Regions from separate parts of the Anas platyrhynchos genome. Here region 2 is linked to region 1. Evidence: chromatin contacts called from public Hi-C data. All regions are on one chromosome and are shown on one strand. The core of a region is the stretch at or near the end of the contact, and the rest is flanking DNA. Distances in the headings are between cores, read along the strand shown.

Evidence for each region. Hi-C and Micro-C count contacts between places; a contact is called where the count stands out from the background.
Region 2: a Hi-C map of liver shows a contact between it and region 1, with 2.9 times the contacts expected there. The contact joins the promoter of SDC3 here to the enhancer-like site in region 1. A contact is called at or near these places in 3 of 8 Hi-C or Micro-C datasets (liver, skeletal muscle and subcutaneous adipose tissue).

The regions. Positions count from the first base shown.
Region 1 is chr24:5,401,207-5,404,363 of IASCAAS_PekinDuck_T2T, reverse strand. No RefSeq gene overlaps it. Among named protein-coding and RNA genes, the nearest start is that of LAPTM5, 48 kb to the right of the region's middle. Within about 2 kb of position 1,518, at least 1 of the 8 cell types and tissues checked has an H3K27ac peak or open chromatin away from gene starts, as enhancers often do.
Region 2 is chr24:5,575,730-5,578,886 of IASCAAS_PekinDuck_T2T, reverse strand. SDC3 (syndecan 3) reads left to right here and starts at 1,442. Exons shown (of 5, transcript XM_038167345.2): 1 at 1,442-1,680. The coding sequence starts at 1,573.

The sequences.
Region 1 (3,157 bases), core at 269-2,768:
AACACAGTGAAATGTAAAATGTCATGTAAAATGTCCAGATTAGGGTGGATGAATCCTACAGATTGCAAAGGCAGAGGCTTTTAGTGCAGATGAAGCAGCCACCTGGCGCATTCGGGGATGCAGGATACAGAGATGAGGGTGGCAACCTCAGTTTTCCATTCAGAGCATTCACAGATCTCGTGGTTGCTGAATATTAAGTGGCTGAGATATTATTCTTCTAGCTTTTTTTTTTTTTTCTATTTTCTTTTTTTCAGCAGTTGCAGACCCCAGCTCATTGTCCAGTGGAATAAAGGTCTGTTACGATGAATTTATGCCTTCTGCTCATAGGCTTTTTATCATTGCAGAGCACTCTGTCGCTTTCAACAGCAGAGCTAAATGCAAACCCCACCACCAAGCACAAGCAAATACACGGGCTCCTTTGCAATTCTTTTCCCATAAATGAGGCACAGAAAGGCTGGCTGCAGGTGTGTGCCTGATCGCATGTGCTGGTCTGTCTTTTAGCTGCGCAGATATGTCCCCAGCTCAGCCAGATTTTTCCGATGTCAAGAGGTGTTTAGAAGCTGCATTTCTAGGTCCTTTGCAAATATTTAAGGGGAGAGACATCTCTTGCCCCAAAGAGCTTACATTTGACATGGAAATCAGGAGAGGAAGCATTTTTCCTGAGCTCACAGCATGAGCTTGTACCAGAGTGGACACCAGCCCCTTGTGAGCGCTGCCCCATGCAGTGGGAAAATTATTAATATTTAATATTTGAGAGGTCTGGCTAGGGAGTTCATCCTAACAAAAGGAACATTCCTTTCAACTGCAACCCAGCAGCCTGTGATTGTTTGCAGCCCCCACTTCCACCCCCACTTCTGAGCTAAGATAATACCGCATGTGCCGCTCCAAAGGCTCCCCCATAGCGTCAGCTGTGGCAGTGAACAAGCTAAATAAAGAGTCCATCTCACTCCCAAGCATGGGCAAGATGGACTCCCAAGCCCCGTTAAGATATAAATGATGATCTGGAGTCCATGTACTTGTGTTATTATGGGCTCAGAGTCCCGTTATTCTCCGACACCCCCCAAGCCTGCTGTGCCCTGCAGAAGTTTTGGCTCCCCTCACTCCAGCTTCTCTCCATCTCCCCGTGTTGGGATGCAGAGCCTGGTGCTTGCAGGTGCCCTGTGCATTATTACAGTACTCTGTTTCTTCATAATTAATTAATAACCTGCCCAATAGGAAAAGGTGTCCCTTCCCCAGGGTGCAGAGCTGCTGCTGCTGCTGCTCTAATGAGCTGCTCTGCTTGTCAGTTAATACCTGGCTGGTCGCAGAGGCACTCAAGGCAGTAGCAGCAGCCTAACACCCTCAATTTGGGCTCTCAAAGTTCCCTCCAAATGCAAAATGAACATCAGGGAGCTGTGCCAGCCTGTGTGATAGCTGAATTTGTCCCATGGGCAGTGGTTTCCACAGCAGATGAGCCTCTTGGTGTGTTCATCTCCTTGATACCTTTTAATTTCTTTAGTGCCCCTGCTGAGCTCTCTCCCCAGGACTGCACAGTGCGGGGATGCAGGCACAAGCACAACACTGCCATCTCTCAATAACAACCTTGAACGGCTCTGTCACTGCTTCATCTCTGCCTGCCTGGTGATGTTTCCATGAGCCTTGAGTAGTATTTGAGCTGGAAATCTGACCTCCCTCGCAAGTATTCATAAGCTCTTGCTGAGGTTTGCCAGTGAGGTTTGCTGCATGTACCTGAGATGATCCAATCCATTAAAAAAACCTTTAAAATGTTATAATGGAGATGGAGCAGTTGAAAGATCTCACTGCATTTCTGGAGTGCGTGCGTTGTTATGAGTCACTCCTCTCTCTGAGCATCAGGCTGAACAAAGGCAGAGATTAGAGGAGTAAACAAAAGCCGGAGGAAGGAAAAGCTGCATGGGGAGAGCACGTGTGAAGCTACTCTGCCCATCGCCAACCCTCCTTGCCAGGCAGCTGGGGACTGGGCACCTCTAAGAGGTCTGAATTTTGGCCATGTGAATCCTAATGCTAGGAAGTGATCTGTCTTTGGAGATGAGATTTCAGGGGAAAGGGGGGAGAAAATCCCATACAGGCAGAGAGGATGAGTGTCTTTTGACTTCTTTTTCAAGCTCAGTTTGCAAAGAGCCCCTTGCTTGGGGCTGTGCCTTGCTCCCAGAGCCATGCTGCCACACCAGTGGGGCCTGTGGTATTGAGAGAACTGGAAAGAAAGCTGTTTCTCTTCCTCATCACCAGTTTCTTTGCATCACCAACAGGGGAAAAGAGAGAGGTCAGAAAAAGACAAATTCATCAAGGTGACTTCTCACAAGGAAACTCCAGCAGATGAAGTGGGATAAAGCTAATTGAGTGACTGTTTAAGAAGCTTCTGTTGCCCCTCATGCTTGTAAAGAAATTGCATTAAATTGTTAAAGCGTCTTTGCCACACAAGATGCTATTAAGATGCATTTTGCTCCGCCACCTAATCTGCTGGGGAGGCCCATGAATGACAATGGGCCCTGCAGCTGTGGCCTTGGGGGAACAAAGGTGCTGGTGTCCAAGTGCTGTCAAGCCTTGTTTGAAGGGCCCTGAGATGCCTCCCACTTGGCATTCAAGTGCTCCCTGTGCTATTGATGCTGTCAGGGTTTACGCTTGCCCCTGCAGAACTGTGTGCTGGTGCTTGTACCACAGTGACCCTGTTTGGTTTCCTTTTTAAATAAGGACTTGAAGCACCATGATCCTATGGGCTTAAAGCTGTGCGTGTTCTTGTACGGATGCAGAATTCTCACAGACACGGGGTAGCCACTCAGTCTGGGCTCCAGTAATTGGTCCGTGTTGATTAGCTTAATTAGAAATGCTGCTTCCTGCTTAATGATGGAAATCTCAGGGGTTTGCACCTTGGTACTGTAACAGAAGAGAAACCCCACGTTGACTTCCCTGTGTTTCAGGAATGTGTTACCACCAAAGCTGCCTGCTCCTGCCACGGCAGCTGCAGGCCTGTGTGCACGTGTGGAGGCAAATCTCTCCTCCAGGGCAGTAAATCCAATCAGGGACACCTGGTTCCCAGTGAGCACCCAGCTCTTTTCTCCTCCTGACGTGGGCTCTGGTGGCAGAGCTAAAGGCAGAGCAGGAACCTTACAGCCTTGTCCCCTCCAGGGGTCACTCGGTG
Region 2 (3,157 bases), core at 193-2,692, 170 kb before region 1:
CCCCCATTCCCCCCCCCCCACCCCCTTATTCCCCTCCACCCCATATCCCCACAAATCCCCCCATAACCTCCCCACCCCCCATATTCCCCCCATTTCCCATTCCCCCTACCACCCTATAACCCCCCAACCCCAATTTTCCCCCAACCCCCCCATTCCCCCAACCCTCCCAATCCCCCCAACTCCCCATATTCCCCTTACCTGCCCATTCTCCCCAACCCCCCATACCCCCCCACCCCCAATTTTTCCCCCAAAGCCCCCATTCCCCCCACCCCTCCCATATTCTCCCTAACCCCACATTTCCCCCCCCACCCCTCATATTCCCCCATACCCTCCCATTTTCCCCCCACCCTCCCATTCCCCCCACTGCCAATTTTCCCCCATATTTCCCCATTCCCCCCACCCGTCCCATATTCCCCCTAACCCCCCATTTCCCCCTCACCCCCTATTTTCCCCCTTACCCCCTATATTCCTTCTCCCCTCCCATTCCCCCCTGCCACCCCATAACCCCCCAACCCCAATTTTCCCCCAACCTCCCCATTCCCCCCAACCCTCCCAATCCCCCCACACCCCCCATTTCCCCCAACTCCCCATATTCCCCCTGCCCCCCTATTCCCCCAACCCCTCCCATATTCCCCCTAACCCCTCATTTCCCCCCCACCCCCCAGATTCCCCCAGAATCCCCCATACCCTCCCATTTTCCCTCCACCCTCCCATTCCCCCCTGCCACCCCATAACCCCCCAACCCCAATTTTCCCCCCAAACCCCCATTCTCCCCAACCCTCCCCATCCTCCCCACACCCCCCATTTCCCCCAACTCCCCATATTCCCCCTACCCCTGATATTCCCCCTAACCCCTCATTTCCCCCCCACCCCCCAGATTCCCCCAGAATCCCCCATACCCTCCCATTTCCCCCCCACCCTCCCATTCCCCCCAACTCCCCCATAACCCCCCCAACCCTCCCAATCCCCCCCACACCCCCCATTCCCCCCAACTCCCCATATTTCCCCTGCCCCCCTTATTCCCCCAACCCCTCCCATATTCCCCCTAACCCCTCATTTCCCCCCACCCCCCAGATTCCCCCAGATTCCCCCATACCCTCCCATTTCCCCCCCACCCTCCCATTCCCCCCTGCCACCCCATAACCCCCCCACCCCCAATTTTCCCCCAACCCCCCCATTCCCCCCAACCCTCCCAATCCCCCCCACACCCCATATTCCCCTTACTCCCCCCATATTCCCCCAACCCCCCCATACCCCCCATACCCCCCCCACCCCCAATTTCCCCCATACCCTCCCACACCCCCCCATACCCCATACCCCCCCCCCTTTAGGGGCGTCCCCCTCCCCTCTCAGCGAGGCGGGGCGGGGCGGGGCAGAGCCGTGCGGGCCGGGGGAGGGCCGAGCCGTGCCGAGCCGTGCCGGGGAGGGTCTGGGGCTGGGGCTGGGGCTGGGGCTGTGCCGGGCGGCTCGGCGGCGGCCCCCCCCCCCTCCCCGCTCGCACACCGCCTCCCGCGGGCGGCGGCGGCAACAAAGGCTCCGTCCCCGCCCCGCCGCCGCCGCCGCTGCCCGAAGATGCCCGCGGAGCCGCCGCCGCCGCCGCCCGCCCGGGGCCCGCGGGGCCTCGCGGTGCCGCTGCTGCTGCTGCTGCTGCTGCTGGGGGGGGGAGCCCGCCCCGCCGCGGTGAGTGTGGGGGGGGGCGAGGGGTCTGGGGGGGGGGGGCGTTTAGGGGGGTAAGGGTGAGGGGAAGGGGACCCCGATGTTGGATGTCGGGGGGTGGGCGCGGGTCTTTGGAGGGTGGGGTTCGGGTTTGGTTTGGTTTGGTTTGGTTTTGGGGGGGTGATGGGGAGTTTTGGGGCAGAGCGAAGCTATAAAAATATCTTCAGCCCCCCCCCACCCCCCCCACCCGCTGCAGCCCCCCTGAAGAGCAGCAGCCCCCCACCCCAACCTCTCCCCACACCCCCTACAACCTCCTCCCCTACAGTCCCCCCCCCCCAAAGGATGCTCCCCCCAACCCCAAGGGATGCCCCCCCCCTCAGAGGGTGCCCCCCTAAGCCGTGTTCCTCCCCCCAGCGTGTGTCCTCCCGGCCCCAAGGGATGCTCCTGTCCCCAAGGGATGTGTCCCCCCCCCCCCCCAAGTGATGCTCGCCCCCAGCCGGGTGCAGGCTGAGGTTTTTGGGGTGCAGGCAGCCGAGGGGGGGGCGCAGGGTGCCAGGGTGCGCGGGGGGGGGCTGCAGGTAGATGCCGTTTGAAGGTCATGGGGAAACACGCCTTGAAGCAGCCCCGATGGGCGGCCGGGGGGAAAATCCCACCTGTGCCCCCTCCCCGCTTCTGGAGGGGGAGAGAAACTTGTGGGGTTTGGCCCCGACCCTGCAAAGATCCAGCCCTGCCCCGGTGCTGCCCCCCCTGTGGGGCTGAGACCCCCCGATCCCAACGTTTCCCATCCCCTCTCTGGTTCCCGGCTCCCCATCCAGGAGGATTTTCCAGCCCCGCTCCCAGGAGAGGGATTTGGGCAGGGGGAAGGGGTCAGGGCTGTGGCACTCCCGTCCCCCGTGCAGCCAGGGGAACCCCAATGCCGGAGCCAGCCTCGAGCAGGTTCCCCGTGCCCTGCACTCCCCGTGCCGTGGTTTGGTTATGGGGACACCTGAGGGACCCGGGTGGCTCTTGGGGTGGCGGCTGTAGGGCGATGCTGTGCGTGCCGGGTCCCAGAACGGGGCTTTCCCTGCGCGCGGAGCGATGGTGGCACCGCACGGCTCCTCGGGGTGTGGGAAGCAGGCAGGGAGGGATGCAGGCTGCCTGCCCTGCCTTTCCCTTCCCTCGTGAAAAAGTCCCAGGGCCTGGCTGCTCGGTGCTGGGCACCCTGCTGGATTTAATGCTGGATTTAATGCCACGGAGCCCGCCCTGCTCCCTGGGGGTCCCGGTACCCCCGTTCCCGCTGCAGTGGCTGTGCGGGGCTGTAACGGGGGCGTTTGCGGGGCTGTGGCGGTGGCGTTTGCATCTCCCCGAAGCAGCAGCTGCAACTTCTGCATCTCCCAGGGGGCTGCCGAGGCTGTGCCGGGCACACACCGAGCGAGGGCTGTGATTTCCTCGATCCAGCAGCCCCGAGCGCTGCGTGGCTCCGGGCGCGATGCCGCACGGTCCCGGCGCACCGGGCGTTTAT